Linked DNA regions of Mus musculus: all the other regions are linked to region 3. A link is a contact called in public HiChIP or PLAC-seq and promoter capture Hi-C data. All regions are on one chromosome and are shown on one strand. The core of a region is the stretch at or near the end of the contact, and the rest is flanking DNA. Distances in the headings are between cores, read along the strand shown. Region 1 holds the start of Ampd2 (adenosine monophosphate deaminase 2). Region 2 holds the start of Trim33 (tripartite motif-containing 33). Region 3 holds the start of Ddx20 (DEAD box helicase 20). Region 4 holds the start of Psma5 (proteasome subunit alpha 5). Region 5 holds the start of Wdr47 (WD repeat domain 47).

Region 1 (4,366 bases), core at 1,360-3,859, 2.4 Mb before region 3:
ATCAGGGAAGCTGTTCTTCAGAAAAAACAGGAGTGTGCTGAGGTAGAGAGGGGTTCGGGAAGGTCCCCACTGAGAAGCCATGGTGAAAATAGGCTGGGAGGAGAAGGCTGTTTGTTTTTGGAGGGAAGATCCCAGCATTAAGGCTTCAGTACCAGGAAGTCCAAGGCCACAGGCTGACTCAGGCCTGCAGTTCCCAAACTCTGCTCTCGACACACAGTCTTGCCTGGGTTGAGTGGGTGGGGGACTGAGGCTTAGCTGGAAGCAGGGCAGACTTCCAAGCAACCACTGAAAACCATGTGACCTGGAAATATGGGGGTGGGGGATGGTTATAGACTAAAGGGTGTGTTGTTGCTGGTGGGACTTCAAGATGAAGGCTCTCACGAACTGGTTTGCCTGGCTTGGGTGGAGAACAGAATTGCCACCCAATTGGCTGGGTAGATCTGAATTAGGGGATCCACAGAGGCCTGGCCCAGGATAAGGCTGTGACCCTTTAAAATTATGTCAAAATCTGCATCTTACCAGAATGTAAGTGAGCATCTATATGGTCACATGGTACCTGATCGTTAATGTTGGGATTTATTTTGTTCACTCTCGGAAGCCAACAGTCTTACAATGTCTAAGGGCTGTATTCAGAATAGCCCACTTGCTGAGTCTGAGGGAGACTGCAGGTGATTGGAGAGCTCTGCTGGATTCTTGTTGATTTCTACGGTAACTTTCTGCCTGTTTCTCCTCTGTGTACTTCATATACATCACATGATTAGGACCATCCTGTCTGTGTAGTTCTTCGACTCCATTCTTGCATCTAACTTTATGTTGTAAAGATTTTCATACAATTAAAGAAATTCTCCAAGAACGGTGTTAATGGTTATATTTCATTGTGTTCATTTAACATTCCCCTGTTGCTAGGCCTTTATGTTTCCAAATTTTCTGTGGTAAACACTGCAATATTGAACAACTTTGTGGATATTTTTCTGACAACCCTCTAATTAAGAACAGATTTGTGATTCGTACACCCTGAGAAAATCCCTATGAGGTTTTCTGGGCCCTCCTACCTTCCTGAGCTAATTCAGAAAGATAGAACTTTTTTTTTTTCTTTCTCTTTCTTCCAACGTGTGTTTCCCTTCCCTTCTCTTCTTCCAGGAAGCTGAGAGTTACAACTTGTACACCCTGGGGCTTTTCCTTTAAACTCTAATAAAATTATTTTTGAGTTAAAAAAAAAAAAAGACTTGTTAGAAGTGGATTACTGAGTCAAAACAGTGCAACTTATAGCGATACTTGATTTTATTTTGCCAAACGGTTCTTAGATTATATTAGTATTTACAGCCACATAATGCGTGCCCCAGCTCAGTACACCATCACCTGTATCCGATGCTTTTAGTGGTTCCTGTTTTGATATTTAAACGTAACGGTGTAAGAATAAGGTTCTCCTTGTTCTATTTTAGTCTGATTCTCTGTGAGCTGGATTCCCATAACCCACTGGTCTCCCAAGTTTATGGAGGCCACCTGTAGGGTTTTTTAAAAATTTGTATTTTCATCGTTTTTCTGCAATTCTGGGGTTTGCTTTCGCATGTAAGGCAGAGGGATACTGCCCCTGAGCTGACACCCCCAGCCTAAGGCAATAGTTTTTAAAGTTTGTTTTAGTATAGCGGATAGGAGACTCCCTAGAGGCCACATCAGATGCAGATAGAGATGGGGGATCAGGACTCAGAGTTCCAGTTGGGGAGAGGAGGGACTGAAAGCAGCTGGAGAGACTTCAGAGCAGCTGGGTGAGGGGGCAAAGACTCCCCCAGGGGAGAGGCGAGGGAAGGGACCAACTGCTGCTGATAAAGGGGAGGACTTTCCTTTTCAGGGTTCCTGTAGGTACAGGCTGCCCCTGGGAGGCAGGAATCCTTGTTTGAGAGGGTGTCTGTGGCCCTATTCAAACAGCCCAATTTCTCATAACCCACAAGGAGAAATCAGTGAGCTGGCCATAGTGATCCCAGGCCAAAGAAATCTTCCAGGAACACTGATTGGGAAGTAACTTACAGGCCAGGCACAAGTCTAAGCACTTATAATTATCTCCTTTATCTTCATCAGAGCGGGTGTAAGAGCCAAAGTTAACCAGTAAAACCCAGAGAGAAGTTCACCATCAGTCAGAAAGTAGGTGGAGATGTCTGAATTTGAACCTAGGCATTCTGGCTAGTCTAACGTCAACATAGAAATTAATGTGGGATGGTGAACCGGCTTTGAAGGGCACATCCTGCCTACCAATGACTGATAGAAGGAAATAGATTCAGGTGGGAATGCGGAGAATTCAAGGGCAGGGCTTCTGCTTGAAATGGATTCTGGGACCCTAATAATAGCTACCTGACTTTGTGCCAGACATTGTGCAAAGGGGATTTACCTTCAGTCCTCAGTAACTCCTTTCTTTGGATGGGGTGTTTCCATTGCCTCATCCCATCTTACTGATGAGGAAACTGACGCACAGAAATCGCCCAAGACCAAAGGGCCAAGCCAAGGCCAACCCTGGTCCGGAGGCTGCCCACGTGGCGTAAGGGAACTGGGAAAATGGTTGGGGCGTGGCCAGGAGGCCAAGAGGCGTGGCCGAACGGGGCGTGGCCGCGGACTTGGCGGGGCCTGGGGTACGCGAGATTGGCGCGCAGCCCGGAAGGTTTCGGCGGGGTCGCACCTGTTGCGTGACTCCCCCGTAGCCCGGCCACAGGAGCCGGATCCCTAATTGATTCCCAGAAAGTGGTGAAAGAACCCTAGGCGAATTCCGGGTCCGGTTTTCTGGGGAGCACGTGGCCTGTTTCCTCTTGAGTGCAGGCTTGGGGTCGCGACTCCGGGGTCTCCTGAGGTCAGTCTGGCCGCTGAAGTCGGCGGGAGTCCGCCCCCCGGCCAGCTGGCCATTTTGAAAACCTTGCCTTCCTTCCCGCTTCTCAGTGCGGGTGCAGGGGCCAGTGGCGCGACTTCGCCCCGGTGGGGGCCCTCTCCCCTCTTCAGCCCGGCTCCCTCGCTGTGCAGACTTTCGTAGGCTGCCTTCCTGGTCCACGCGGGACTTGGGCAGCATGGCCTCAGGTAAGTGTGTGGCGCGTGTGTGGTTGATAAAGGGACTCCAAGGCAGAGGTGCCTGGGTCGGGTGATAAGTGGGTGGGGGGTCTTGGCAATGCCTGCAAGACCTAGGGGACGTGAACGGCTCCTAGAAGGGTCCAAGGAAGCAGATCTTGAGTGTACAGGCAGAGCGACAGGTCAGAGTAGGCTGGGGTCTTTCCCATCGACCTCAGACAAGACCCAGCCTCCTACTCTTCCTGTCTTCCTAGGAGACAGCTTCTGCCGGTCAGTGGAATTTTCCCAAGACAGGCCCCTCCCTCCTGGGCTCGAATTCTCAGTTCTGCCTCCTCCCGGAGCTGGGCTGTCCCTAGAGCAGGGGTCAGATGGAGAAGAAAAGAGGGGGGCTCTGCCCCAGAGGCTCTGGGTTTTCATGAGTACCGTTGTTCCTTCCCTGGAGGAAATGGGTTTTGAGGTTGGAGCTCAGGCGGTATTCTTGCCTATTATTTTTCTCTCTGGCTGGCTGGACCAGCCTAGCCTGGACTTTGGCTTCTTTGCCTTGGAGCCTTGGCAAGGGATGAGGGTTCCCGAGGTGGGGTGAGGGTAGTAAAGAGCTTAGAGCTGGTGCTGCTCCATCTGTTTTCTCTGCATCCCGACCCCGGCCCTAGCCACCATCAGACAGGGCACTCTAAAGACTGGAGTGGGAAGAGAGGGATAAGGGGCAGGATGGAGGCCCCACTCCCCGAGGTTGCCTAGACAACATCAGAAATCGTGGCCAGAGCCTCTTCCGCCTGCGGGGCGCTGCTTCCTGCATCAGTCACTCCCGCTGGGGGCGGGGCGGAGGAAGGGGTTGGATGTGGGAGAGCTTGGCCCCAGCCGGTGAGGTTCCTCCGCTGTCGCCTTGGCCCCAGCCATGGCATCCTATCCTGGCCCAGGCAAGTCCAAGGCCAAATATCCCTTTAAGAAGCGGGCCGGCCTGCAAGCTTCCGCTGCCGCTCCAGGTGAGAGTTCTTGGTTTCAGGCATGGGTTCCCCTCCTCTTGTCCAGGCCACTGAGTGCCTCCGATAAGGTCCCCTTCTGCAGCACCCTCTCTGCAATGATGCCTCTCGACCTCGGTTCCCCGGTTCCCCGGCTGACTGGCTGACTTGATGGCGCAGGGAGGGAGGTGGGAGGGGGTGCCTGAGGTTTCCATGTCAGGGGTGCTGCCCTCCGTAACAAGGAGTGGGTGTGGATGTGGGTGCCCACGAGATGTATATGCACACGTGTCAGCTTGTGCAGATGCTAAGACTGCGTGTGAAGTGTATGTGAATGGAGTGGGGAGGGTGTGGGACTGACTGCG
Region 2 (4,573 bases), core at 1,547-4,046, 2.4 Mb after region 3:
CTGCAGTCATGCCTCTCCTCATTCCTCCAAATGCGCTAAGCCATATTTTCTGGATCAAGACATGATTATTTTTCCTCTTGATATAAAAACTCTTCCAGAGTTGGGCTAGTTCAACTGACCATGAAGTCCCCACTCCCCATTCCATCAGCAGCACTGCATAAATCCAGAAGTTGTGGTGAATGAATGGCTGTACTCCCTGAAGTTAGACAAAAGCAATAGAATTAAAAGTTCAAGGTCACCCTATAGCCTAGGATAAAAGAGACCCTTCAGGAAGGTCCTCTGGTCTACAGGATAAATACCAAACAACCCTTTAGGACAGTCCACAATCCCTTCCCTGAAGTTCCAAAATTAATTCAAAAGCTTTGAAATAGGGCTGGTGAGATGGCTCAGTGGGTAAGAGCACCCGACTGCTCTTCTGAAGGTCCAGAGTTCAAATCCCAGCAACCACATGGTGGCTCACAACCATCTGTAACAAGATCTGACCCCCTCTTCTGGAGTGTCTGAAGACAGCTACAGTGTACTTACATATAATAAATAAATAAATCTTTAAAAAATAAAAAAGCTTTGAAATATAAACCTTTTAGCAAGCTCATCAGAACGCCTATTAGTTGTAGGATGTTATCTACCCATAGTATATTTATTTAATTTCTATATAGAAACACTTTCATAATGGGCATGTAGTACCCTGCTAGAGTACTACACAAGAGATCTTTCTAGGAAACAGAAAAATCCAATATGGCATCTCAAATCCAAACACAGTTTCCAGAAACTGGAAGGATGGACTTCCTTAACTATGTAGCCAATTAATCCAATCTAACTTCCAGTCATCTTACATACCATCCTTTAGTTAGAGTTGTAGAAAGTGTCCTGTGCTGGGAATACTGTCCGCCCCCGCGAAGTGGTCACTCAAGCTTTCCAGCCAGGCCTTCCTTCTAATGCCACAACCATGATACCCACACCTCTACTGCTTCAGGTGACACAGGGTTCCACTACTGGACTGAAGGAGTCCTCACTGAGCATTTTATTCAGTTCTAGCACAGTGCCCTGAATACTTGAGCTATTAATGCATAACAAATGAAATAACATAAGCCCAACTCTCCCTGACACTCTTCCCTTCCAAGTTCCTCTCTTCATCCTCAAATCCCAGGATTTCCCCTTAACCACGCAGGCCCCTCACAACTAATATCACTTACCAAGCTCCTCATCGCAATGTCACCCTAGTGCCTTCTTCTAACCCAAGGACTCCAATGTCTTTTATTACCATTTAATCGGTAGCTCTTTCTCTTAACCGAACAGGCCAATAAGCAATCCATTCCAACCCCTAGCTATCAACACTGTCGGACCAGGCCTTCCCACCCCAACTCACTTCTCACGGAGGGTTCGGTACACCCCTTTTCTGTCTCTTTAGTCCACCCTCTGCAGAAGCGCCTCAAACCTCCCTCTCAGCATCCCCTCCCCCAGCCCCTCGCAGCCGGCACCCCTCCCTTCTCTCTCCCCATATCTCCGGCGGTGCAGCTTCTCTGGTAACCGTCCCCGGGGCCGTAGCTTTCGTCTCGGAGACCTCTCTGCACTGCACCGTCCGAGCACCCTCGGCACCCCAAGCCGCCACACCAGATTCTCCCGGGTGCGGCCTGCTGCTCACCTTGCTGGACGTCACCGTTGCTGCCCCCAGGGATGGGCACGCTGAGCTGGCGCTCCGGCTCCGGCAGACAGCGCAGGCAGAAGGAGTGCAGGCAGGGGAGCAGCTTGGGCTCCGCCTCGCGCCGGCTCTGCAAGCTCTGCTGACACACCGCGCAGGTGTCCAGAAGCGAGGCTGGTGGTCCGAGAGGTGGCCCCGACGAGGAACCAGGAGCCGGGGCGGGAGCGGGGGCCGGGGCCGGGGCCGGGGCCGGGGCCGGGGCTGGGGCAGCAGCTGGAGCCGGCGTCGATGCCGCGCCTCCGGGGACCGCGGAGCCCACTGAGGCCGCGGGGACCGAGGCGGCCGGGGCCGAGCTTGAGGAGGCCGCGGCCACCCCCCCGTCGTCGGGCCCAGCCGCACCGCCCTCCGCGCCAGCCCTGCCGCCTTCCTCCTCCTCCTCCTCCACCAGCACCGCGGCGAGAGGCGGCTCCGCCTCCTGCGCCGTGGGCCCGGCGGCCCCGGCGGTTACCGGCGCGCTACCGCTGCCCCCGCCGCCACTCTCTGCCTCACCGCCGCCTTTGTTTTCCGCCATGTTTTCCTCTTTGAACCCGCCGGACCGCCCCGCGCCGCCCGCCGCTCGCGCCGCCGCCGCCGCCCCCAGCCTCAGCCGCAGCCACAGCAAGAGCGGCCGCCGAGAGCGAGCGAAGTAGCGAGCGAGCGAGCGAGCGAACGCACGAGAGCGCGCGCGCACGCGGCGCCCCCGCCCTCGCGTCGCGGGGCGGGAGGGGTGGGCACGCGCACGTACGCACCGACGTCCTCCGGAGGGAGGCGGGAACTCCGGCCGCGCGCGCTCGCGGGACAGACCGCGATGCAGCTCCGCGCCTCGGTGTGGTCTGTTGCCACCCGGCTGGAGTTGTGTAGCTCGGTAGGAGCTGGTGGAACTGGGTCTCTATGATGTGGCTGCTAGCGCCGAAGCCGCGGTGGTGCGGGAAGAAGGGAGGGAAAACATGCAGGAGTAGGAGGCCGGCTTGCGTTCGCCCCCGAGCGAGCGTCTCCACGGCGACGCCATCCCCAGCGACGGGCGCGCCACCGCGGAAGCTTCACCTGTCGCGCGCTTGGTCGCGGAGGCCTCCTACCGAGGAGGTGCGGACCACCTGGGTCTTCGCTGGGTGTTGCTGGACCGCGTTCTCTAGAGGGCTGTGACACCCGAGAGCGGCTGCGCAGAGTTCCCCCCACCACGTACACACACACCCCAAAAGTCTCCAGATATAGGCTCCTGCGGTGAGACAGAAGTCTTCTAATAGCTATTTTTAGCTTCTTAAGGTGATTCTCCAACGTTGCTACATACCTGAAAGCCAATCAAATGAGCTTTTTTCTAAACAGAGATGCCAGGGCCACACCCCAAAACAGAATCAGGAAGTTGAAAACCAGATGAATGTTGAAAAGTCCCTGCGGCTGATGTGCCAGTTTGGGAGACCATGTTTCTAACCAATATTATATCCCGAGAATCTCACTCGGCGTCCCCGGGTGGGCCAGCTGACTGTCCTCACCACCTCAATCTTAGAAGCTTTATGAAAGGGTTTTGTTTTGTTGGTATCGGGCCTCTCCGCCTCAGGCTGCCATCAGACCTTCATTTAGCCAGTGCTGCCAGAACAAGTGTAACTTGATATAGTGCCCACCTGTAGTCACCTGCAGGGAGACTGCTGAGTTCCTGGCCAGCTTAAGCATCAGGCTTCATAGGGAGACCTTGCCTCCAAAAAGAAATGGGGGAGGGGAAATGATGTAAGTGCAACAGCTGTTTTAATGTGAGTCTCACAAGCCCGTCCTAGACCGTAGTTATACAGGAAATTTATTTGGGTGAGTTTTTAAATTCACAGAAAAGCGTTTTTCATCAATTCCTTCAAAATCTCTTCTGACTTTCGTGTTAAGATAGAAACGTTGGGGTTCCTGCAGGAGAACAAAGAAACTCTCTGCCTTCAAGAAGTTGACAGTTTAGAGGATGAACATGGAGAGTATGTCGGGGGAAATGATAAATGCTTTGGAGTAAAAATAAGGCGAGTGTAAAGGATTTGTGCTGATTGAGCAAGGGCTCTGCTGATAAGGTGAAGAAACCTGGCTTGCACAAGAGTATTCCAGACAGGAGCAGGTGGCAAAAAACAAAGGGCCTAAGGCAAACAGAGACCCTGGAATTAGTGTGAGAGGAATGGCTTCAACAAGGAAAGGAAAAATAGGAGATAACACTTGTGGTCGTTTGAATAAAAATGGCCTCCATGTGGCCAGGCCTGGTGGCCCACGCCTTTAATCCCAGCACTCAGGAGGCAGAGGCAGGTGGATTTCTGAGTTCGAGGCCAGCCTGGTCTACAAAGTGAGTTCCAGGACAGCCAGGACTACACAGAGAAACCCTGTCTCAAAATAACCAAAAGAAAAAACAAAAACAAAGAATGGCCTCCATAGTTTCATTTATTTAAATGGTTGGTCACCTGGGAGCAGAACGGCTTGAAAGTATCAGGAGGAAGTATGTCACTGAGGTGTGCAAAGGTATGCAAAGAACACATTAACTTCCATATGCTTTGTCACTAAGTTCAAAAACCACAAGTATCAAAGAGAACAGGATTTCTGCATCTAATCATTATCTACCAGCTTTTCTGTATTTCCAGGACCACGGAGGAGGACATTGGTATTCCAGTAATAAATACAACAGTACATAAGCAGAAATTTCCAATTTACAAAGTGCTTTCAGACATATCCCTAACTTTTTGTTGTTGCTGTTGTTGTTGTTTTGGTTTTGTTTTTGGCTTTGGTTTTTCAAGACAGGTTTTCTCTGTAGCCCTGGCTGTCCTGGAACTCACTCTGTAGACCAGGTTGGCCTCAAACTCAGAAATCTGCCTGCCTCTGCTTCCCAAGTGCTGGGATTAAAGGCGTGCGCCACCATGCCCGGCATCCCTAACTTTTGCA
Region 3 (4,436 bases), core at 175-2,674:
GATAAAGGAAGTAATTTCTGTGCCTCTGAGGTTCATGGTCTGGACAGGGAAGCCCATCTAGAAGGGTTTTGCAACAGTTAGGATGACCAGAAGACCCAGGGTAGATACTATGGAGATGGTAAAGGAGTGGATGAGACATTTGGAGACACAAGTATTTGACAGTAGTTTGATAGAAAGAGGGTGAAGGCAAAGCAAAAAGGAATCCTCAGATTTGTCATCTGTGGATTGGGTGGGTGAAAGATGTGGGCAACTATGAGGAAGCTTGCGATCTTTAGTTCCTCTTCCTTCATTTGGATAGTGGACGTTTGCTTAGTGCTTTGTTAATTTCTAAGCAAACATGTCTTAGTTAGGGTTTCCATTGCTGTAAGGAGACACCATGGCCAAGGACATTTATTGGGGTTCTTTTACAGGTTCTGAGACTCAGTCCATCATCATCAATGAGAAAAGTAATAAAGATATGCTTACATTTGGAAGCATGACTAAAGCTTTGTTCTAAGAGCTCTTTCAAAAAACAGTATTTAGTACGTGCCAGATTATGTTTCTCCTACCAGAGACAGAAGGGAACAAATCAGAATAGCTTTCTGTCCTCATGGAAAGTGTGTGTGGGGGTGGTGGTGGGGGGTGGACAATAAACATTTTAGGTAGTTGTATCATGAAGAACCTGACCAGGTATGGTGGCACACACATGTCATCTCAGTATCTGAAAAGTTGAGCCAGGAGGATTTCCAATTTGAGGCCAGCCTGAGCGGCATAGGGAGACTCTGATTTAGAAAATAAACAGACCAACTAACTAAGCCAATCAAACCAAATAATCAAACTCGGGGATAGTGGTGGGAATAATGGGAAAGGCCAGGAAGCAGTCAGGATGGAAACCACTCAAGATTTCAAGAAAAGCCTCTTTGACAGGGTGACACATGAGTGGGTCTAGAGGAAGGGAAAGTGGTGTGCTAGTTGCCCACCCCATAACGGAGGAAGGGCACACAAAAGATCCGTTGGACCCGAGACGTCTATTAGCCTAGGGTTTCCGAGAGAGCGATCAAGCAGAGCCTAGGAGTTGGCGTGCAGTCCAGGTTTCCACTTAAATATCAGGAGACTTCCGTCACGCGACAGGGTACGGATCGCGAAGACTTCGGCGTGGCTACAGCCGAGCTTGACCCAAGGAGCCGACTCCAAGCCCAGGCGACGGCGACCGATTCGCGAGCTGCGTCACAAAGCGCGTCCTGGGCGCTCGGGTCTGGAGCCCCGCCGCGCGGCCAGGCACTCAGAGCCGCGGGAGGCCGGCAGCGGGCGGCGCCCACCAAGGGCACGCGGCGCCCTCTGCAGGCCGCAGGCGGCAACACACCGGTAGCCTCATCTTCCCTCGCTCTTCCCGCCTCTTTCTCAGGCTACATTTTTTTTTTTTTTCTGCTCCCTCCTAGAGTGACAGCCTCCGACTTCCGTTCTTCCCCTCCGCTTCCAGGCGTGTCCGTGTCTTCTCCGGGAGGCTGCCAATAAAGTTTTTCTCCTTCTCGCTCCCAGGAGCCCCGCCTCAAGTCTAAATATCGCGAGATCTGGAGGCGCGGCTACCATGGCGGCGGCGGCGTTTGAAGTCCCGGCGGCCTTGACAACCTCCGAGTCCACTATGGCTGCGGAGCGTGCGGCCGCGCCGGTGCAGGCTGTGGAGCCGACTCCGGCATCCCCGTGGACCCAGCGGACCGCACACGACATCGGCGGGCCGCGCACACGTACCGGGGACGTGGTGCTGGCGGAGCCCGCGGACTTCGAGTCGCTGCTGCTGTCGCGACCGGTGCTGGAGGGTCTGCGGGCGGCCGGCTTCGAGAGACCCTCTCCGGTGCAGCTCAAGGCCATCCCGTTGGGGCGCTGCGGGCTCGGTGAGGACCGGGGCCGGCCGGCGGTGGGGGGAAGGAGGGGACGGCGTGGCCCCCGGAGAGCTCCGGCTCCGCGCCATCGCGGGGCTAAGCCAGGCTCTAAGGCGCGCAGTTGAATTTGAGGGTAGGACTTTCTTCCAGCATGGAGTCCAAGTTGGAGAAGGTGAGCGGCAGAGATTCGGGGCGCAAAGGGCTGGGGAGGTAGCTCGGTGGTTAAGAGATTGGGGCATCAAGCACACCTCCTGCGCGTTTGAGAGTCAACCAAAAATACAGGTGGCAACTAGGTCCTCATGGCAGAGAACCTCTTCATTCTCCTTTCTCGTATTTGGTATCTGGTGGCATCAGTAAATCTAGGTAATAATATGTAATATATATAATTTTTTTCTTCCTCAGATTTAATTGTCCAAGCTAAGTCGGGCACTGGAAAAACTTGTGTATTCTCCACCATTGCTCTGGACTCTCTGATTCTTGAAAACTATAGTACTCAGGTGAGTCTAACTCAGGATCCGGAAGGGGGTGTGTAGCACGTGACTCTATTGAGAGTCGTGACAAACTAGTAACTCTTCCAGATGGTGAGTTTGAAGAGGCCGGACCAAAGCGTATGCAAGTTAGGGAAGTAAACTAGATGGTCACGTCGGTGAGTTGTGGCCAAGGCTACGTCCAGTATTTTAAAGTTGGAATTTTCTGTTATAAGTACATCTCGACCATTTGTCAGTTGGAATCGTACAATTAAAAATTCATTTACTTTCTGACTAGAGTGGGATTAGACATAGAAGGTAGAAGTTCTGGATTAGTAAGTACTGTGCTATGGCAGAAATTTCAGGTGGTTCTTAAAGCCTTGTGTATGTGTTGTATTGATCTCTCATTTTCTAGGTTGCCTCGGGATATGGTTTTAAGATTGTCCTACTCAGCTTTGGGTTTGGGGGATCATTCTTTAAAAAGCTTTGTTTAGCCATTGTTACATATAAATACTATAGTAGGCACTAGGGATTAAACAGTGAATAAGATGTGATCCTGACACTGTCGTCTGGAGTGTGTAGTGATGGCTGACTTCAAAAGGGGGCTTTTGAGATGGTCGATCTTCAATGTGATTCCTTTAAACCCAGGATTCTTGTATTTGTTGTCTAGAATCTTTGAGTTCTATATCCACGAAACCGTGGGAGATAATGAATATACTTTTTAAAGTACATTGGCTAATTTATTTGAGATTTAGGATGTGTTGAGAGTTTTGGCTTTGTAATACTTGGCAACAGACAAAATCCCAAACTTGAGTAAAAATCATATTTTTAAGGTATATTATTAAAATAATTAGTGCCTGTGTATTATGTAGTATCAAAGTAATACTACATAATAATTTATAGTTGGGAAAATCAGAAAGAGAGAGAGAGAGAGAGAGAGAGAGAATGAGAATAAAGTACCCAAATCTGTGATGTGTGCCCAGAGTTAAGGGATTTTTAAAAAGTCTTATTTCCTAGTCTTTTTTTTTTTAAAACCAGTATGTTCATTTCCAGTAGTTACATTGCAGTTTGTACTGTGTGGTGCTTGGGGCCTTTGGTACCTAACCTTTGCAGTTAGCTTTGAGATATAGTCCTCTCACAAACCTTTAATCCCAGCACTTGGGAGGCAGAGACAGGCGGATCTACAGAGAGAGTTCACGAACAGCTAGAGCTACACAGAGAAACTGTCTCGAAACAACAACAGAGAGTATGTGGGTCTTTCTGCTGTTCTTCATGTATATCTTACTACTTTTGAATTTGTGTTTTCTCTTCCTAAAGCATTAGTGTGTCCCACAGCTAGCTCTGTGCTATACATTTAGGTTTCTTCTCAAATGTTACCTCCTTATGGGGCTCCTAACACGTTTGTTTGAGGCAGGCACACTTGGAATAGTCCTAGCTGGCCTGAAACCTAGACTAGTCTTCAACTGAGGCAATCGATTTCTGTTTCTAGGGTAGTAGAACCTTCTGTGTGTGCCGACACTCTCGATGTAAAAGGGCTTTCTGATTATCTCATTTAAAACCACTCCCGGGCTGGTGAGATGGCTCAGTGGGTAAGAGCAACCGACTGCTCTTCCGAAGGTCAGGAGTTCAAATCCCAGCAACCACATGGTGGCTCACAACCATCCGTAACGAGATCTGACTCCCTCTTCTGGAGTGTCTGAAGACAGCTACAGTGTACTTACATATAATAATAAATAAATATTTAAAAAAAAAAAAAAAAAAAAAAAAAAACCCACTCCCCTTGTCAGGGCTTTCTCTTTTCTCTATTTGATATATATATTAAAAAAAAAATCTTACAATTTATTACTTGCTATTACATGTATATATATGTTATGTATGTATATATTCATTATGTATGTATAAAAAAAATGACAACAAAAACCCTGTTTTTTTTGGGGGGGCGGGGGAGGGAGTTTGAGGCAGGGTTTCTGTCCTGGAACCCAACTTTGTCGACCAGCCTGGCCAGGGACTAACAGAGATCCAAAGTGCCTCTGCTTCTCAAGTCCAGGGATAAAGTCGTGCACCACCACACCCGGTCTAGTATGTTCTTAATTGTTAGCTGAATTTTTCT
Region 4 (4,524 bases), core at 1,801-4,300, 2.6 Mb before region 3:
TGGCCCTGCCTTTGTGATAATGTAAGTAAACTGCAGAGAACTGAAAGAACCCTATAAACGGATGTGACTAAATGTTTCTGCACCCCGACTTGGAAGCATTATCCTAGTAAGCTCTGTCTTCATCCTCCCAAATTTCCTGCTTACTTGGGTTGTTGCATATAAATTAAAACCGATCATTCCAAATTTCTACTTCCAGTTTGACTTTTACTCAGTTAATCTAAATTTGAAACAAGTCCCCTTGAATAGCCCAATTACAACCAACATCCAACATTTTCCAATCTGAAATATAACCCTTTAAATCTAATCATTCTGTAAAACCAACTCCTCTTTACCATGCCCATTATTTTCAAACAGCCCCAGCTTCTCAGTTCCTCACAATAGAATGCTCTGAATGATGACTCACTCTCCCTACCGTCCCCTTTGTCCTACCATATGCTAAGTCATGCTAACTCCTATCAGCGCCTCCTCCATGGTAACATCACTTCCATCCCTATGTCCTTGTTACCCTTTACCTAACTATTGTAAAAGCCTCCTGACTGGTGCCAACTCGTTCTTCCAATCAATTAATCTTTATAAAAACAACTGTGATGAGGCAACTCTTTAAAGAAAATATGAGAGACTGACACAGCTCATGAGTGTAACTCCAGAACTCACAACACTCAGGCAGAAAAGATCGTCCCAAACTCCAGGCCTCGTGGCTCTAGGTCACCCTGGGCTATAGATGAAACCTTGTCTTTTAAAACAAAAACCAAAAAAGACCCCCCCCCCCAAAAAAGAGAGAGAGAGAGAGAGAGAGCTGGGTCAGCAGTTAGGAGCACTAGGGGCTCTTCCAGAGGAAGCTGCTGCTCTGACTCCCAGCACTGACATCTTGGCTAAAACCCACCCGTCACTCCAGCTCTAGGCGATCCAACACCCTCTGGCCTCAAAGGACACCAGGCATGTATATGGTACATGGACACCCCCAACTGATAGCACACAGTGCCTACAGAGTGAGGTCCAAATTCTAAGTCTATTGAACCATCAGTATCTGGCACCATCCTGTTTTTTCCATAGCACCTACTTGTCCCATAACATGCATCATACATATGTGGTAACCAGCCTGGACTTTTCCAAATGTGTTATGCCTTTTCCTCACTGGTCCCCCTTGTTCATCCTTTATTATCTGTTCGTTCTCATGGTCTTGGTTTACTAGAAATCCTACTTTCCCTGGACCTATCTGAATTATCAGCTTCTTTGTGAAGCTTTCCCCAACCTCCAACAATGAATGCAGCCTCTCATCAGAACGTCCAGTGCTGCCTTAGATTCCTCTAGTAACATCAATACATTTCTGTCTCACATTACAGTTACTGTTGCAAACAGGAGGGTAGAGATCTTGATTCTGCTCACTGCTGTAAAACCAGCTCCCTAAACAGTGCTTCTTGAACACAGCCAACGCTCAAGAACATTAGCTAAATAGAGGCCTGGGCTTTATTTAGTCTTAGCAAATACAAAAGAAAAAAATCCACAAAGCAACTAGTTCATATAAATAAATGGGCAAAGCTCAGTAAAGCCTTTCAGATGAGGATCACAATTTTCTTAACATTTTATCACCTAAAGATGACTCTCTTCAATACTCTGGAAGCCAAGTGTTAACGACCATTTTACTTGACAACAGGAAATAGTTTTAAAACTTCACCGATATTTTCTGAGTCAGCAAAAGGATGGAGATTAATATGTATGTATATATGTGTATATATAAGTATGTATTGAGCCTGTCAAAATTGTGGCACCTGGAATGACATATATATATTTTGACAGGCTCAATACATACTTGCCAAGAAAAGTAATTTCTCAGTGGTAACCTGGAACTAAGAAAATGTCTGCTTTCCCTAACTTTTAAAGGAACCCAGTGGTTTGCAAAACTGCTCAAAACAGAAACTGAAAGTTACAGTATCTACAGCATTTATGACAGTATTAGTTAGCATTTTCGAGACTTGAAAGTTTTTAGGTTGTCTGCTCTTTTAATAAACACAACCACACAGCTTTGACTTTACAAAACATTTAGCTTTCAACACAACACTAAAATTAACTTGCTTTCAAACCTCCTCTCACATACACACACTTTGGTCAAATGGAATCAGTGTATTAAAACTCTTCTGAGAACCACTGTACATTCAAGTTCCCACAAAACCAGATTGTAGGCAATATATTTATCCGAGCATAGCTGAAAACTGCCTTCGCTCTTCAAAAAAGATTAAAATGTACAGCACAGGACGGATTCCTACAAACTCATCCAATAGTCTCTGGTAGCTTCTATTCAAGGAAACTCCTTTCACTTTTCTTTTTCCTAAGCAGTCAGACTTAGGTTGAAAAGACGGACGCAAGGCTGGTGTCCCCCTAATCTACTCCAGGTTAAAGGTCCCGATCCCTCTCCGCCGCCTGCCCCAAGCAGCCCCAGCCTCTCGCTTCCGCGGGGAGTCAGGATTAGCGGTGACTCAGCGGGACAAGTGCAACGGGTCCGCTGCAGTGTAGCTTGGGGAATCTCGCCGGGCGCCTCGGGAACCAGATTCCCCGGGTCCCGCCAGACTTAGGTTCTCCGGGCGCCCCATGACACTGCAGAACCCAGGCCGCGGCGCGGGCCCCAGGCCCGCCCACCCAAATTTCGACCCTGCTGCTTCCCGCCGTACGAACCTGTCGTACTCGGACCGAGTGAGGAACATGGCGAGGACAGAAGGAGGCGGCAGTGGCTACGCGGGGTTCCCAAAGGCCACACGATTGAAAGCAGCACCCTAATCAACCACACCGCCACAGCACCAAGGACCCTGCAGCCGTCTGCGCGTGCGCACGCGACCTTTTTAGCCCGCCCTCCCGTGCTTCCCTTTTATTGGCTGATTGATATTCTCGCCGCGATGATTGGACTTGACAAGCTTCTTCACCGGACCTGGGTTAACAGGGAGGCGGAACTAGAGAGCACTTCCGCTTTCCGTCACCCTTGGTTGCTACGGGCGCTGGGACTCGAGGCAACCGGTGAGAGTGAACCTCGTCGTCGAGGAGTGAGCACGCCGCGCTTTGGATGGCTGCAAGACTTGGCCTGATGACTGGGTTGTCGGAATCGTGACGTAAGTCTCGCCAGCTCGCGTAAATGCAGCCGGGGGACACCGGTCTCTTACTTCGCGCTCGCCTGCCCAGCTCTTCGCTGTCTTCCCGGCTCGGTGGCAGCCGGAACTAGGTTTGCTGAGGACTTTTTGACTTGGGTAGAGAAATGTGTGCGCCTCTACCAGCGTGCCCGGCAGTTCTGCCAGCCGGGCTTGTTGAAAAAAAAAGTTTTAAAAGTTGATAGGTTCTAATCAGCAAGAACGTTTTTCAATTTCTTGCATAGGTACGATTATTTTATCAAGTCTTTCCTGGATTCGTACACATCACCACCACCACCCTAACTATCCAAGTTTCAGACCCAGACCTGGAGTTCAGTATCGGAGCTTCAGATTAGTCACTGCTTTTAAGGACCTTAATTTGTGTATGTGCTTCTTGTTTTCTCTTCCTAAGGGTAGAAGAGCAACTTGAGCTTTTTTTTTTTTTAAGAAACATTGTAAATGAATCATTTATCAAAGAAAGTTAGGTGGTTAAGAAGTCCTGACTCGGGCTGGAGAGATGGCTCAGGGGTTAAGAGCACTGGCTGTTCTTCAGAAGGTCCTGAGTTCAAATCCCAGCAACCACATGGTGGCTCACAACCATCCTGAATGAGATCTGACTTCCTCTTCTGGTGTGTCTGAAGACAGCTACGATGTACTTACATAAAATAAATAAATAAATCTTTAAAAACAAACAAAAAAAACAAAAAAAAAAAGAAGAAGTCCTGACTCTCTAGGAATGTAACTCGGTGACAGAGTACTTTCATAGCATGCATGAACCTCTGCCCAGGCTTGGCGGGGGTGGGGTGTGAGGTGGTCAGAGTACAAAGTTTCAGGTAAGATTAATACCTAATGGAGATATATGATACACCAGGATGACTAGAGTTAATATCTTACACTTGAAATTTTTCTAAGAAGGTAGATTTTAATCACTACCAAAAAAGGCAAATGTTAGTGAAAGTTAACTTAATCGTGATATATACCTATATCAAAACATAATTCTGGTGGCTGGAGAGATAGCTTAGCACCTGATTCCCTTCTAGATGCCCACATTTGGTTCTCAGCGTCCTAGTCAGGCTGCACATAACTACCCTTTATTCTAGCTCTAGGGGATCCACTGCCTTTTTCTGCTCTCTGCTGGCCCCTATATATGTGTCACACATAACACACACACACAAACACACACACACACACACACACACATTGAAAAGTCTTTTTAAAAATACCATTCTGGGTTGGGTGTGATAGTTCCTTTAATCCCAGCACTCAGGAGGCAGGGAATCTCTAAGTTCAAGACCAGCCTGGTATACCAAGTGAGTTCCAGGCTAGCCAGGGCTATGTAGAGAGACCCTGTCTCAAAAGTAATATTTTTAAACATCATTTTTTATAATGTAAATGTAAGCAACTACTGTTT
Region 5 (4,145 bases), core at 1,636-4,135, 2.9 Mb before region 3:
CATTCATTAATTAAGAATGCCTAAAACAAAGCTTCTTAAACTTTTGCACTTAGGACAGAAAAAAACTAAACACAGCTTAGAATTCACTTAGCTTCAGTCAAGTCCAACAGGAAGTCTATTTTGAAATCTCTAAATGTTATCTTAGAAATTAATGTTAATATTGCCTTCTCTTTGTGTCATCTTTGATTTGTATGAATTTATCCAATTCTTCAAATGAAATTAAGGACTATTTCATGTGTCATTTACACACCTACAGATCTTTTTCTTGAATACTGAAGCTTATTCAACAGAACTTTATTTCTGTTGTTCTGGGAATCAAGCTAGACAGTACTCAGCCACTGAACTACAGACCCAGCCTGAATTAGTGTCAATACCTCAATTTGAAAAACTTAGGTCAGAGGGGATAAAGTTATGTTTGCATTAGTCATGAACCTGTGACCTGCAGTGAGGATTATCTAGTGCCAAATATAACTCCTCAGTTATTAGCAGTAGCCTTATTTGCAAGAAAGTATCACTAACTCATATACAAAAGCAAAACCCTCCTTCCCCACATCACCACAACTGAAGCAAACCCTCTACTGAGAATGAGGAAACGCCTCCATTTTTCTCATAAGCCTTTTAAGGCCACTGTAATAAAAAAGGTCTTGAATCTAGAAATGTTAAAAAGATTACACAGAAAATGATAATACTCCCTCTCAGTGTTCCCCTCTGGTAAAAGGTAGTCAACAGATTCCTTAATATTTTCCAAAGCACTTGCAACTGAACTGATTTATTCAACATCACAGTCCACTCTCAGACTAAAACAACACCAGGCATTATCCCTATTTCACAGAATAAGAAAACAAGGTCAATGGTAGGATAAATATCTCTTCCAAGACTGTAATTACAGAAGCAAAGAGAAGCTTCCATCCAGGCAATCTGATTTTCAGGCAACTGACCTACCAAGGAAAATTGGACATTTTTCTTATTTTGACATATTTCTTATTTGCTTTTCAAACTGTAGCATATACTAAACAAGTCATACGGTGTCCATTCAATAACAAACTATTTGACAAACAGAAAGAAACTGCACAATTATGTAACTGCAAACACTGATTAGCACTCTTGCTCTCTTATGATACATTCCTACTACTGATTTTCACAAAAAAAAAAAAAAACCTAGAAAAGTGGCAAGGTGGGAAATAAGTTAAATCTCTCTCTCTCTCTCTCTCTCTCTCTCTCTCACACACACACACACACACACACACACTCAGTAATGGCAGCCCAATTCAAGTTCATGATCTGGTTGTTTGCCTTACATATACTGTTATGGATTATTTCCTTGTCTTTCCCATTTACGTGTTACTTTGTTGTTGGAAGCAATGTTCCTCCCCCTCCTCCAAACCTTAATGCACAATGATTCGTTATATCTCCCACCTAAATAAGACCTCCAGAATGTGCCATATAAAGAAAATTCGACTGCTAGGCGTTTCTCCTTTCTAGTAAAATGCTAACATAACATATGCCAACACTTGAGACCCCCCCCCAAAAAAAAGAAGTGGTATTATCTGTGAAAAAGATTTACAGCCCTTTTAAACCTGTATGTTAATTCCTGTGCCATTAACTTTTTATAGCATTCTATGAACTCTCTACAACAAAGGGGGGAAACTAAGTGTCAGGATTTCAACCGATGAATCTGGGTGGAACAAAGACTTCTCCTCTCATTATGCAGTGAGAACCAAGTTGCCAAAAAAAAAAAAAAAAAAAAAAAGCTCCCCTCAGACGACACCCTTCGTAGTTACTAGCTGCATGTCTGGATGTACAGGGGGGAAATCATCAGGTCAAATACTGCCGCTGCCTACTTGGTTCCTACCCCTTTGCCAAAGGCGTCGTCCCAGAGCTAGAGCCCCAATCTTTTTCTCCCCAATACAGCTAAGCAGCTTAACCCTCTGAGTTCCATAACCTCCGGTGTCTTACGCAGGCGTCCCCGGGAACAAATCACGTTCGAAATTCAGTCGATGCCCCTGTCCCCACCCTCCCAGACCCCACAGGACTGCTCCTAACAGCCACTGGCCTGGCGTCAGAAAGGGCAAACCCGGATCCCCCACAAACCCTCAACCCCGCCACTCCCTACCCATTCGCCGGCCAAGGCGAGCAGGGAAAGGGACCAGCGCGCAGCCCTCAGTCTCGCCCCAGCCCAATAGAGGGGCGAGGCAGATGCAGCCCAGTCAGCCCTCCTCGCGCCCCTCAGCAGCGGCGAGGTGGATACTCCATACCAGGGCGAGGGGCATCGCCCAGCCGCCCGAATCAGACTGGCAAGTAGGGGAAGGTGTGGTCCAGCAGTGGCGGCCTGGATAGATTGCCTGGCGGGTCCCAGGTCCTGTCCCCGAGACACCCGGGCCTCGCCCGCATCCCATCTTCTCGCAGTCGCCACCAAAGCCTACCCAAGACACTCCTCCCGGCTGCGAACGCCGCCCAAGGGGCTGTGGGGTCTGCGCCGCATCAGGCTAGTGACAGGTGGCGACGGGTGACCATGGCAACCCACGGTGCACGGCGGCCCGCCCCCGCCTCCTGGAATCCGCTCACCTGAGAGCTCCGGGCGGAGCCGGCAGAAGCGGTGGAGGAAAACGCGGAGGAGAGGCCGGCGGCCAGAGCCCCGAGACAGCCAATTCCAGTCTAAGGCGCGAGCGCGAGGGCGGCGGTCTGGGCTAAGCAGCCCGCACGTCAATCCATCAGCTCGTCAGCCGGTCCTGCTCGCGTCCGCCCCGATCCCGCCTCCGACCGCTCCGCTCCGCGGACTGCGGTTGTCAAGCGCCGCTGGAACGGAGCTCCAGCCGCCAGCTGCAGCCAATCACTGCTCGTCCCTGGAGCCGCCTCAGGACCCCTCCTCGCGAGGCGGCTAGGCAGGTGCCTGAGCAGAAGAGTCGGCTGGGCCAGCCCAGGAGGGTAGGGCGGGGCCTAGAGGCGGGGCCTAACACGGGGGCGGGCAGAATCTAAGACTGACGCCTGGAGGCTCCTGGCCCTCGCCTTCTCTGCTCTTATGGTTTAGGAGATGACTGTAAGGAGAATGTAGGCCCAGAACCTTCGGGTGACGCTATGTTATGTCCCAAAATAGCGTGGACAGGTGTGGTAGTTTGAATGAGAATTGCCCCCATACTCATGCATTTGAATGCTTGTCCCCAGTTACTGGACTGACAGGAAAAGATAAGGATAGCAGTTCTCAACGTATGGGTCCCAACACCTCCTAGGAGGGTAACATATCATATAATTTCAATTCATAGCAGTAACCAACTGGTCTGAAGTAGCAACGAAAATAATTTTATGGCTGGGGGTGAGGAGGCCACCAAAAGATGAGCAACTGTATTAAAGAGTCGCAGCATTAGGAAGGTTGAGAACCACTGGATTAGGTGTGAACAAGTTGGAAGAGATGTCACTGAGGGTGGTCTTGGAGGTTTCAAGAGCCAGTCCTTTCTGGCTTTTTTTTTTTTTTGTAAGATTTATTTATTATATGTAAGTACACTGTAGCTGTCGCCAGACACCCCAGAAGAGGGCATCAGATCTCACTATGGATGGTTGTGAGCCACCATGTGGTTGTCAGGATTTGAACTCAGGACCTCCAAATAGAGCAGTCAGTGTTCTTAACCGCTGAGCCATCTCTCCAGTCCCAAGCCAGCCTTTTCTTCGTTTTATGTCTGGTGCTTGTGGATCACGTGTAAGCTGTTAGCAACTGCTCCAGCATCAGGCCTCCCTGTCTGCTGGCACATTCACTGCCAAGACCGTCATGAACTAACCCTCTGGAACCCTGAGCTAAAAATTAAATGCTGTCTTTTATAAGTTGCCTTGGTCGTGGTGTTTCATCACATCAATAAAAAAAGTAGCTAGGACAACCTGTCTGACACTTCCAAATGTCTTCTGTGCACTGGGTTTGACTCTTAATTCTACTCCAACGATTAACTAATAAAGCTTAAGTGAAATAAATACTCCTTCCTTGCCCTTTTCCGTACTCCATCTCCCTCCATGAAAACCATCCCCTTCCAGGCTCTCCATGTGTAAAGCTAATCCTATCTTGAAGCACTTAACAAGGCTGCTGTTTTGAACTGCCCTTTTATTTACAGTAGTAACCTCACTCCTACACATTTGTGTAGTAGTATTCCCCCAGATACGTA

The links. Promoter capture Hi-C pulls out the DNA fragments that hold promoters and counts their contacts. HiChIP or PLAC-seq counts read pairs in DNA pulled down with a chosen protein or histone mark.
Region 1: a contact with region 3 is called in an H3K27ac HiChIP or PLAC-seq map of extraembryonic endoderm stem cells, with 12 times the contacts expected there. The contact joins the promoter of Ampd2 here to the promoter of Ddx20 in region 3. A contact is called at or near these places in 1 of 115 datasets of contacts at active chromatin or transcription factors (extraembryonic endoderm stem cells) and 1 of 9 other capture datasets (liver).
Region 2: a promoter capture Hi-C map of pre-B cells shows a contact between it and region 3, with 6 times the contacts expected there. The contact joins the promoter of Trim33 here to the promoter of Ddx20 in region 3. A contact is called at or near these places in 2 of 39 promoter capture datasets (the C10 cell line and pre-B cells).
Region 4: a contact with region 3 is called in a promoter capture Hi-C map of pre-B cells, with 2.4 times the contacts expected there. The contact joins the promoter of Psma5 here to the promoter of Ddx20 in region 3. A contact is called at or near these places in 2 of 39 promoter capture datasets (hippocampal neurons and pre-B cells).
Region 5: a promoter capture Hi-C map of pre-B cells shows a contact between it and region 3, with 5 times the contacts expected there. The contact joins the promoter of Wdr47 here to the promoter of Ddx20 in region 3. A contact is called at or near these places in 3 of 39 promoter capture datasets (hippocampal neurons, liver and pre-B cells).

Annotation. Positions count from the first base shown.
Region 1 is chr3:108,084,909-108,089,274 of GRCm38.p6, reverse strand. Ampd2 (adenosine monophosphate deaminase 2) reads left to right here and starts at 2,609. Exons shown (of 18, transcript NM_028779.5): 1 at 2,609-3,057. The coding sequence starts at 3,048. Gm12500 (predicted gene 12500) reads right to left here and starts at 3,299. Exons shown (of 1, transcript NM_001358018.1): 1 at 1,264-3,299. The coding sequence starts at 3,049. The coding sequence ends at 2,432. It also overlaps a transcript of Gnat2 not described here.
Region 2 is chr3:103,277,516-103,282,088 of GRCm38.p6, reverse strand. Trim33 (tripartite motif-containing 33) reads right to left here and starts at 2,796. Exons shown (of 20, transcript NM_053170.3): 1 at 1,643-2,796. The coding sequence starts at 2,210.
Region 3 is chr3:105,684,559-105,688,994 of GRCm38.p6, reverse strand. Ddx20 (DEAD box helicase 20) reads left to right here and starts at 1,424. Exons shown (of 11, transcript NM_017397.3): 1 at 1,424-1,871; 2 at 2,262-2,356. The coding sequence starts at 1,568.
Region 4 is chr3:108,255,452-108,259,975 of GRCm38.p6, reverse strand. Psma5 (proteasome subunit alpha 5) reads right to left here and starts at 3,050. Exons shown (of 9, transcript NM_011967.3): 1 at 2,671-3,050. The coding sequence starts at 2,699.
Region 5 is chr3:108,590,018-108,594,162 of GRCm38.p6, reverse strand. Wdr47 (WD repeat domain 47) reads right to left here and starts at 2,885. Exons shown (of 15, transcript NM_181400.3): 1 at 2,566-2,885.